Regions from separate parts of the Rattus norvegicus genome. Here region 2 is linked to region 1. A link is a contact called in public Hi-C data. All regions are on one chromosome and are shown on one strand. Each heading gives the region's core, a stretch centred on a gene start, on an enhancer-like site or on the middle of the called end of the contact. The rest is flanking DNA. Distances are from core to core; before and after follow the strand shown. Region 1 holds the start of Gbp2 (guanylate binding protein 2). Region 2 holds the start of Kyat3 (kynurenine aminotransferase 3).

Region 1 (4,600 bases), core at 1,428-3,927:
GCATGGTTACAGGGATATAATTGGTGGATTCTAATATGGCAAGGGTTTAGCCCGGGGGCAAGTTTCCTAGCTACCTTCCTGAAACATAACGGCTGACTCGGCCCCCCAAGGGTTCAGCCCGGGGGCAAGTTTCTTAGCTGCCTTCTTGGAACATAACGACTGACTCGGCCCCCCACCAGGGTGTGGGACCTCTCCCGGGGCTTTTCTCATTGTCAGGTGCTCAACTGCAGTCGTCCTGTTGCCAGGCCTTCAACCAAACACATCTTGCTTGGCAGCCGCTGTGTACTCAGTGTTCTAACCTTTCCCTGAACCAGTCGTCATCTTAAGTACAGCCTTGCAAAATGGCGTTACTGCTGCTAAGCTGGGGTCTTTCAGTGGGGAGACATCTCTGGTATGCCAAAGGGGAATGGTTGTGGAGGGTCCTGCCCTTACTGTGGTTGGGACACTTTGTGAATAGGGTGTTTACTCAGGAGATTCTTGTGGTTGCTTCCTGGCCTCAGACATATCTGGAAGTCCCAGTCACCTGATGTTTTCTGAGGTAGTTTTGTTTGCATGGTTCCCAAATTCCACACTTGTGTCTTACACTGTCTGCAGACATTGGTTGCCAGGGTAGACCAAGGGCAGTGCTCAATGTGGGAAAGCTATGTGACTGCTGGAGGAGCAGAGAAGGCTCACTGAAGAGTGGGAGAAAATTCTCCTGGCAGAATGCATGTGTACGTGGGACTTTCCCCTCCTCCACTTAGAGAACTTCTTCCTTCGTTTCATGCTTCAGCCTACTGTGTTTCCTTTCTAATCTCCCTTTTTAATTTTTTAAAATCCCTTTCTCCTTCTAAGAGTTTTTAGAATGACTTCCACAGTCACAGAATGGATAACTCAAATTAAATTTCTTCCCATTCTTCTGAGAATCATGAGCACAGTCCCACCTCTTTTGAAACCAAGCTGCACCATTATCTGCCTTTTGCTGCTATGACGTAATTTGCAAGTCTCTGAGGTTAAATGCTTTCTACAATGTAGCAGAAGCATGGGGTAAGTGAAAGCCGTTAATACAAAAATGATCAGCCTACCATAAGTGTTTCAAATGCATGGTATACATTGTTCATAATGTGATAGAATCCTCTGCTGAATTCCCCTAAGAGGGGCGTGCATTTGAAGACTCTCAGCTGTCACCCAGGCTTCCAATGATGAGGGCATCAACTCTGCAGCTGAACCTTTCGAGTTACCGTACCTCACAAAGGAGATGGCATAGTCATGGGGATCATTCCTTTTATGGAACACAGAGACACAAAGACACTTTCTGTATCATTATTTTTCTGGTGGTGGCATTAAACCCAGGGCTTTTAAGAAACCCTTCTGGCGATACACTAACTTATAGACGAGCAGTGGGTGGTATCATGTTTCTGTAGCATACTTTTGAGTGCATGCTGGTATCATGTGTGCTTGTAGAAAGAGCTCAACACTTGTACCCAGAAAATTTTGAGTCTGGCCTATTGTCTGATTTATTTTAGGTCCAAGGAAGGTTTTAAGTACCAGTCAGTGGGTAGACCAGCCTGAGAGTTAATTAGATGCCTTCAGAACTTCAAAGCACAGTTTTTGGACACTGTTCACAGCCACAGTGCCAGTGACTCCTCAACTCCATGGCCATTCCAAGCCTGAGTTCAGAGACTCACAGACCTCTGTTTCAGAATTTTAGAGCAATAGTGGCTTCCCTCAGCCTCTGAGAGAAGTAATTTACACTCAGTAGTTTAGGGGTCAGGGCTCTGACTCACTTCTTTCTAAGGAAACACACTGCAAAACAAGACTGGAAACCCCGCCCCTTTAAGCTTAGAAACCAAAAAAGTATCCCTTTTGTTTACCCTTAAAACTTTACTGACTGAGGAACATTTAAGAGATGCTGACATTGTTTGGGGAGTGTATATAATGTTAACGGAGATTATTCTAGTCCAAAAGGCAAATGAAGGAACAAAGGAGTCAGCTGATTTCCCAGCATTTGTTTAAAGGAACTCAGGTTCACTTTCACTTTCAGTGATACTTTTTCCTCTCTCCTTTCCTCTTTTTCCTTCCTTCTTCCCTCATTGCTCTTTTTTTTTTTTTTGGTTCTTTTTTTCGGAGCTGGGGACCGAACCCAGGGCCTTGCGCTTCCTAGGCAAGCGCTCTACCACTGAGCTAAATCCCCAGCCCCTCCTCATTGCTCTTTCTAATTCTAACCCCTTTCTTCCCATCTTCACTCTTTCACAGTACAGAGAAATGGTCTTGAAACCATTCAGGTCCTCTTCCGAATTGTACAATCTCTTGGTAACTGCCCAGCTCAGTGGGGCTTGCAACTTCCCAAAACACTAATGCACAGACAAAAAAGGACCTAAACTAAGGTAACCACCCCGTCTTCAGTAAGGGATTTTGGAACCACACCCTCTTCAGTAAGGGATTTTGGAACCACACCCTCTTCAGTAAGCGATTTCAGAGCCACACCCTCTTCAGTAAGCCATCACCTTGGATTGTAAACACCTGTGAGAACTGTGGTGGAAAACTGCACCACTTGGCAGTTTCTACTTGAGAAATCCCTGAGCCCTTCTCTGAGGAGCAAACCCCTCACTCCCCCCATTGTGGTTGAGTCATCCTTCTAACCCAACCCATTAGGAAGTTTTTTAGTTTCACTTTCATTGTCTTAAGCGTTTCTCTATAAAAGATCTAACTCTTCACAAGTTCTCTGGAGACAATTTGGAACTTCCTAGGTTATGACAGGGTTTTTGCCACAGAGCCCGTGAAAAAGGACAGAGTGATCAGCAGCCTGACCCTGAACCTGTCAGGCATTCTTCTCTAAAGAATTTCGTTTAAGGTAAGACAGAGGCAGGGGTGGAAAAGCATTTAGTAGACTGCTGGTTGGAGGCTGAATGTGAGTGGGGGCTGGTCTGGTTGACAGAGGTAGCCTTTCCCCTAATGTCCATGGCAAAATAAAGTCTGCTTAAGAAGACTCCACACTGAAGGCATACGTGTTTTAAGGTTCATATTGCTTTTTTTTTTTAAAGATTATCTTTACTGTCTAATGAAACTCAGACAGAATCCCTGAACTTGTTTTCAGTGTCTACCAGTGTAAAAAGCGACAGTTCTCCCGTTGGTAATCTATGGAGCTATAAAATCTTTGTGTATATTATTTTGAATATATCTATATCTATACAAAATTTGCTCCTTGAGAACATCATGTATGTCATGTGGTTTTGATTGTATATATTCCCTACTCTTTTCTTCATCTCCTCCTACCCATCCCCCACTTGATTGCTACCCAGTTTCATGTCCTATTGAGTCCTTACTGCAGCTCATTCAGGTGTGGGCATAAGGCCACCTAGTGGAGTTTGGGTAACTTACCAGGGGCCATATCACTGAAGAAAAGCAACCCTATCTTTTCTAGCAGCTATTACCTGCCAAATACCACCCAAGTTATGCTTGGGGCTTCCTGAGCCTCTCACATATCTATGGTGGAATTTTGACTGCTGGATATTATGCAGGCTTTCTTATTTCTTCTTCTTTTTTTGTTTTGTTTTGTTTTGTTTTGTTTTGTTTTTCAAGATAGTGTAGCCCTGACTGTCCTGGGAATCACTGTGTAGACTAAGCTGTCCTCAAACTCAAAGATCTGTGTGCCTCTGCTTCCCCAGTGCTGGGTTTAAGGCATGTGGCAACAACCATCCAGCTTTATGTGGGTTTTCTATAGGCAGCCACAGCGGCTGTGACTACATAAGTTCAAAGACTTCATGAGTTCATGTTCCAGAAGAACTGCTTCATCTCGAAGCAATGAATACACACCATGTGATATTTTTGCTATAACTACCATTGTGTACTGGAAGGAGCCAAAGCTTTGGGAGGAATCTCAACTCTAGGGCAACATAGGAAAGATATGAGCTGGAAGACTCTGTGGTAGCAGAAAGTACCATGGCACTGGGAATGTCATGGAAGTCTGCCAGGCAAGCACAGGATGCAGCTGAAGGAGCCTCAGTGAACACAGGGAACCAGCCAGGCAATAACATTAGGAATGGCCACAAAGGACTACAGCAGCCGGAATGAAATAAGTACTTAGCAGTCTGTACTGCAACCCAAGGAATGAATGAATGAATGAATGAATGAATGAGTGGATGTAAGTATGAGCAATACTCCTACTTGTTGTTGATCCCCAGTTAATATCTGGCATGATGAGAGGAGACAGTCATCTGTAAGCAGATTTTACAGTGGTTAATTTATAAGCTTGAACTGTTAGAAGACGCAGAAAGAAGTGGTGAAACTACATGAAGTACGGTGGGGTTTGAGTGTACTAAGTGTCTTTCTAAAGGCAGCTTCAAATATCTGTATATTTATACATATGTACACATCTATCTTTTTACATATATCTATACATCTATGTATACATATATACACATACCTACACCCACATATTTATATACCTACACAAACATATGTATATACCTACACACACACATATATAGCTACACATGTACACACACACGTACATACATATACATCTACACACACACACTCACACACACATACACACACACATACACACACACACACACACACACACACACACACCCTCACACACACACACATGGGGGGG
Region 2 (4,600 bases), core at 654-3,153, 360 kb after region 1:
TGCTAGCAGCTAAACTGAATTTCAATCCAGAGAATATACGTGAACCGAGACAGAAAGATACAGAGTAATTTTGCAACCTTTTTGTGGGTAAGTGCACACTTTCTGTTAAGGCTTTTGAAACATTTAAATTACTGCCAGCATCACTGTCCTTGCCTAGCTGGGGAGCAGTGGTTTACTACTGAGAAGCTGAGCAAAGCTTTGTATGCCTGGATCCCTTGGCACTCTGGAGGCTGAGGCAGAAGGGTGTCTGAATTTGGAGGCAACTTGAGCTAAGTAGTGAAAACAGTCAAGGTTGCACAGTGAGATCCTATCTTAAAACCAAAAGAGCAAACAAACCAAAAAGCTTCAACTCATAGATTCCATGTTTTGCTCCAAGAGGGCTGCAGCCACCAAGACGACATTCTAACTAGCAAGGAAACCGCAAGTCAAAGAAATAATAAAGGTGGCATTCCATCATGTGGTCAGTTTAATTATATCAGAAACTAGGAACACAGTGTTCATGAAGCATATCCTGTGTTTTGAAATAAGGAACTAGCAGCTTACTGTGATGGTTGTATGTAAAAAAGAAAAAAGAGAAAGAAAAGTGACTGGGCAGCCACTTGACCTAAAAAAACCTTCAAAATGAACTGTGACGTTTCCCAATCCAACCACAGCAGTATCAACAGAACACCAACTGGCAGATAAATCCATTCTGGATCATCCTGAGTTTTAGGTCCAAAAAAAGAAAACTGCAATAATCCCAAAAGTGGGCACTGACTCGATTCAAAATGGAGTCTTGTCTCACCTCAAGCTCCGCTGTAGAACTGCAGGGAGACAAAAGTTCACCCTCATTCCTCAGGGACCTGTGAAACTTTCTTTTTGCCAGGAAAAGCCACTTGCCTACATGGTGCCTACCAAAGCCACAGGTCCTTCCAGACCCCTCCCCTTGTACCCTTAACTTCCAGGCTATTCCAATTCACATGGGGACGTGCGCGCGTAGGCGCACGCGCGCGCGCGCGCGCACACACACACACACACACACACACACACACACACACACACACACACACACTGCAGCTACCAGTTTTTCTTTATAACGCACAAGGGTTTTCCATGTTCCCGCTTAAAATGTTTCTTCCCACCCACGGGTAGCTCAGTTCGGCGGCCTCCCTGAGCCATCGCTTACAATGAGCTCATTTAATGTTCTTGACAAAACAGAGGCAGCTGGCTCACTGTGGCAAGGACAGGGATCCAAACCATCCCACCTGCTGTTGCTCTCTCCTACAGGCTGTAGGACACAGCGTCCAGCCACTCTCATGACTTCCAACACTTTAAACTCCTTTAAATGCAAGAGGAAGAAAATCTAACCCTCAAGCTCTGCTCTTAACGAAAAGAGCCCCCACCCTAGTCCCAAGCAGTGTCTCTGTGGTCATCCTTTCCCTCCTTGTCCGGGTTTTGTCCTTAATTACTAGGTGTCTAGCCGCTTCAGTGTGGCTTCCTCCGCCCATTAGGTCCTGCATCACTTTATTGTTCCGAAGGAAAGATATCCTTCTCCCTCCTCTCGCCCCATCAGAGGGGACAAATAGACACCTACAAGCCCTTTTGCACACCGCACAGGCCAGCCTCTCAAGCATCTTCCAAAGTCTTTCACCCGGAACCTGCTTCAAATCCACGCAGCAGAGATTTAAAATCAGGCCTGTCCCAAACAGTCCCACACTACATTTGATTCCTGATGCTCAACCAAGGCCACGCCGGGTCCCCTAGCCTGGGAGCTTCACTGGCACAGTGAGCTCCAGGATTGGAGAATGCCGTAGCCAATCCGTATCCTCAGTTCTGATGCCCGAGCCAATCCCCGAACAGAGTCAAGCACCGCCTCCACCCCGCCCCCTCAATCCTCAGGAAGGTTTTTGTTGCAATCTGCTTCTGGGTCCTCGTGTGCTTTTCATCAGGGACCCCTGCGACACCTAGCGATCTCCGGACTAAAGCCAGGGCTGCATTCAAACCAGGAGAACGACGTAAGCGGGCGCGGGACACGGTGCGCGGTGACGCGGCCCGGGGCGTGCAGAGTTTGCGGAACCCGGAGCCAGAGGGAGGTCGGCGGGCTGGAGGAGCGCTCCTACGAGGTCGGACCTCAGAGGAGACTGTGAGGGTCTACCTTGGGGTTGACAGGCTTTTCTTTGGAGAAAGAAGGGCTCTGAGATAACTGGACCCCAGTCCTCCCTTGTCCCTCTTACTCTTGATTGTATGTTTTGAGGTATTTAGAACGCACTCTTGCAAGGTCAATACTGACTTCAGTTCATCCGTGATAGATTTTTGTGTTTGCTTTTTGAGACAGTCTTTTGTTCTCGAAGTAGTTATGTAGTAGCGAAGGAACTTTTCAATCCTCCTATCTCCACTCCCACACCCCTGACACACACACCCACACACCCAGTGCTAAGATTGGAGGTGTACACCACCGCTACTGGTTTTATTCCGTGCCTGGGTTGGAGCCCAGACCTTCGTCCCTACTAACTAAGCTGCCTCCCTAGCCCAGGTAAAACGGAAGTTCAAGGTTGATGAGGGAAACTAAAGCAGTTAAAACAGAAGCTTGAGCTGAGATTTTCCGAGCTTTTCAAAAGACAAAAGCAATCTTATCAGTAATGTATGAAGGTCAAGCATTCCTGCAGATCTGAGCTTCATGACCCTAACTAACTCGATTCTGCGTTCCACCTATATAGACTCTGCTCCACCATCTGATGGGTAGGTGACTCACAGGAAGCTTGCTCCGGGCCGCAGGCTGCAGCCAGCCAGTCTGTAAATCTTTTGAACTTTTGCCTGTGTGCTGTATCCTAATCCCTACATCAGGCAGCCATACAGCTTCTCTTGTGAGAAATGTATGCTTACACGAAATGCCACTTTCACGCGGCATTAAAGCTGTTTTTAAATGGTGCCTCTTAACTCCTATGCTGATAAACGTGGCTGTATTCTTTCCCTGCTTCACCTCTTCATGTGGCCTTGAACGTCTCTTTGTACTTTGTAAGCCAGAACCCTGTTCGCCTCCCTCTGTTGCAATTCGTGAACTTTATAAACATTCTAGAAGTGGACTAACAGGTGTGGCGTGTGGCTGTGGCGAAAACAAATGGGACCCACTGGTTAGCACCAGCCCTTTGAGGAGTTATCTCTGATAGTCTTTCTTGAGCTTGCAGATACCTGAAGATTCTGGACTTTTTCAAATTACTAACACTCTAACTATTCTTTGTGTTGTGTACACCACCTGTGGGTCAGGTTTGGAACTTGCTAGTTTGAGTAGTAAGTTCAGAACATTAAACTTTTGCCGAGTTTAAACTGATTTTTGAATGCTTTGCCTACCTTTGAGATTTGCATTTTTTTCTTCAACTTTTGATCTCTAGGTTGTCCACAGTCTTCCTTCTGAATCAGTCCTCCCTAGAGATGATAAAATGGTAGTTTTATTTTTCTGTTGATCCATGTGTATCTGACATGGGTTTCATATTTAATATACCCTGTGCCATTATTAGATTAGCTGGGTCACCCTGATTTATGTCTCTCTGGTTTTCTTCACAGACCCTTGTGCTTAGAGAGAAACCAAAAGCCAAGTACCTTTTTTCTTCGAATTTAATGATATCTGAATGTATGTGTTTAGTTTATCTGTGAATATCAATATACAGTGTTAATTGCATTCAAGCAAACACATTATTTAAAAAAAAATCAAAACCATCCAGATGTAATGACACAGGCTGGTAATCCCACCTGGGAGGGGAAGGCCAGAGGATCAGGAGTTTAAGATCATCCTTGACTTGAGGATAGCCTGGGCTGTATAAGACCTTGTCTCAAAAATAAATAGGAAAACTAGCTTGCTTCTCAGGCTCAGAATCTATAACTAAATAAAGAGGGTTTGCCCCCTTGGTGATTGAGAAGCTAATAAGCCAACTTGGCAATAAAAGGATGGAAAAAGTTAATTATTTCTAGCAAGTTTGGAGCACACTATATTTAATCCTCAAAGTAGTGTTTCCCAAGTCAAAAATCACGGGGGCGGGGTGGCTAACTACACCTATACCCGCTTCTTGGGAGGCCAAAGGTGGGGCTAAGCCTAGCCTGGAGCTACAGAAGGAATTGGAGACAGTTCAGTTTGACTAAGCTACAAATTAAAATAAGAACTGGGGATTTAACTAAGACTGCTAGCTAGAGAGCTTTGCCTAGCTTGTGCACGACCTTAGGTTCGAAGAAACCGGGGAACTTTTTCCAGGGAAAGCATTGGCATTTGCATAGACAAGACTTGTCATCATGTGTGCAAATCAGTACACAAGTCCTAATGTGTGCACAGCAAGCAAGTCCTAATGTGTGCACAGCAAGTACTCTACCCAGCCAGCCATGTCCCACCCCTTCCTAATCTAAGATTTGATGGATGGTTAGAAGAAACACCATGTATTGGTACAGGTGCCTTGCACACTCAGTCTCAGAATAAAAGCTAAGGCATGATAAGTTCTGCTTACTCTCTTTCCAGTTCTAAGCAGCAGAACTGTCAGGAAGCTTCATTGCCCAGAGCTCCCTGCATTTTCCTGAGACTAAAGGAGTTCCCTATGGATACAGAAGCAATTCCCAATGAATTCTGCTTGTATAACTG

The links. A called contact is a pair of places that touch in the nucleus more often than the background predicts.
Region 2: a contact with region 1 is called in a Hi-C map of mammary epithelial cells, with 2.8 times the contacts expected there. The contact joins the promoter of Kyat3 here to the promoter of Gbp2 in region 1. A contact is called at or near these places in 3 of 12 Hi-C or Micro-C datasets (the A7r5 cell line, Schwann cells and mammary epithelial cells).

The regions. Positions count from the first base shown.
Region 1 is chr2:234,003,050-234,007,649 of GRCr8, forward strand. Gbp2 (guanylate binding protein 2) reads left to right here and starts at 2,678. Exons shown (of 11, transcript NM_133624.2): 1 at 2,678-2,833.
Region 2 is chr2:234,360,453-234,365,052 of GRCr8, forward strand. Kyat3 (kynurenine aminotransferase 3) reads left to right here and starts at 1,904. Exons shown (of 14, transcript NM_001015037.1): 1 at 1,904-1,994.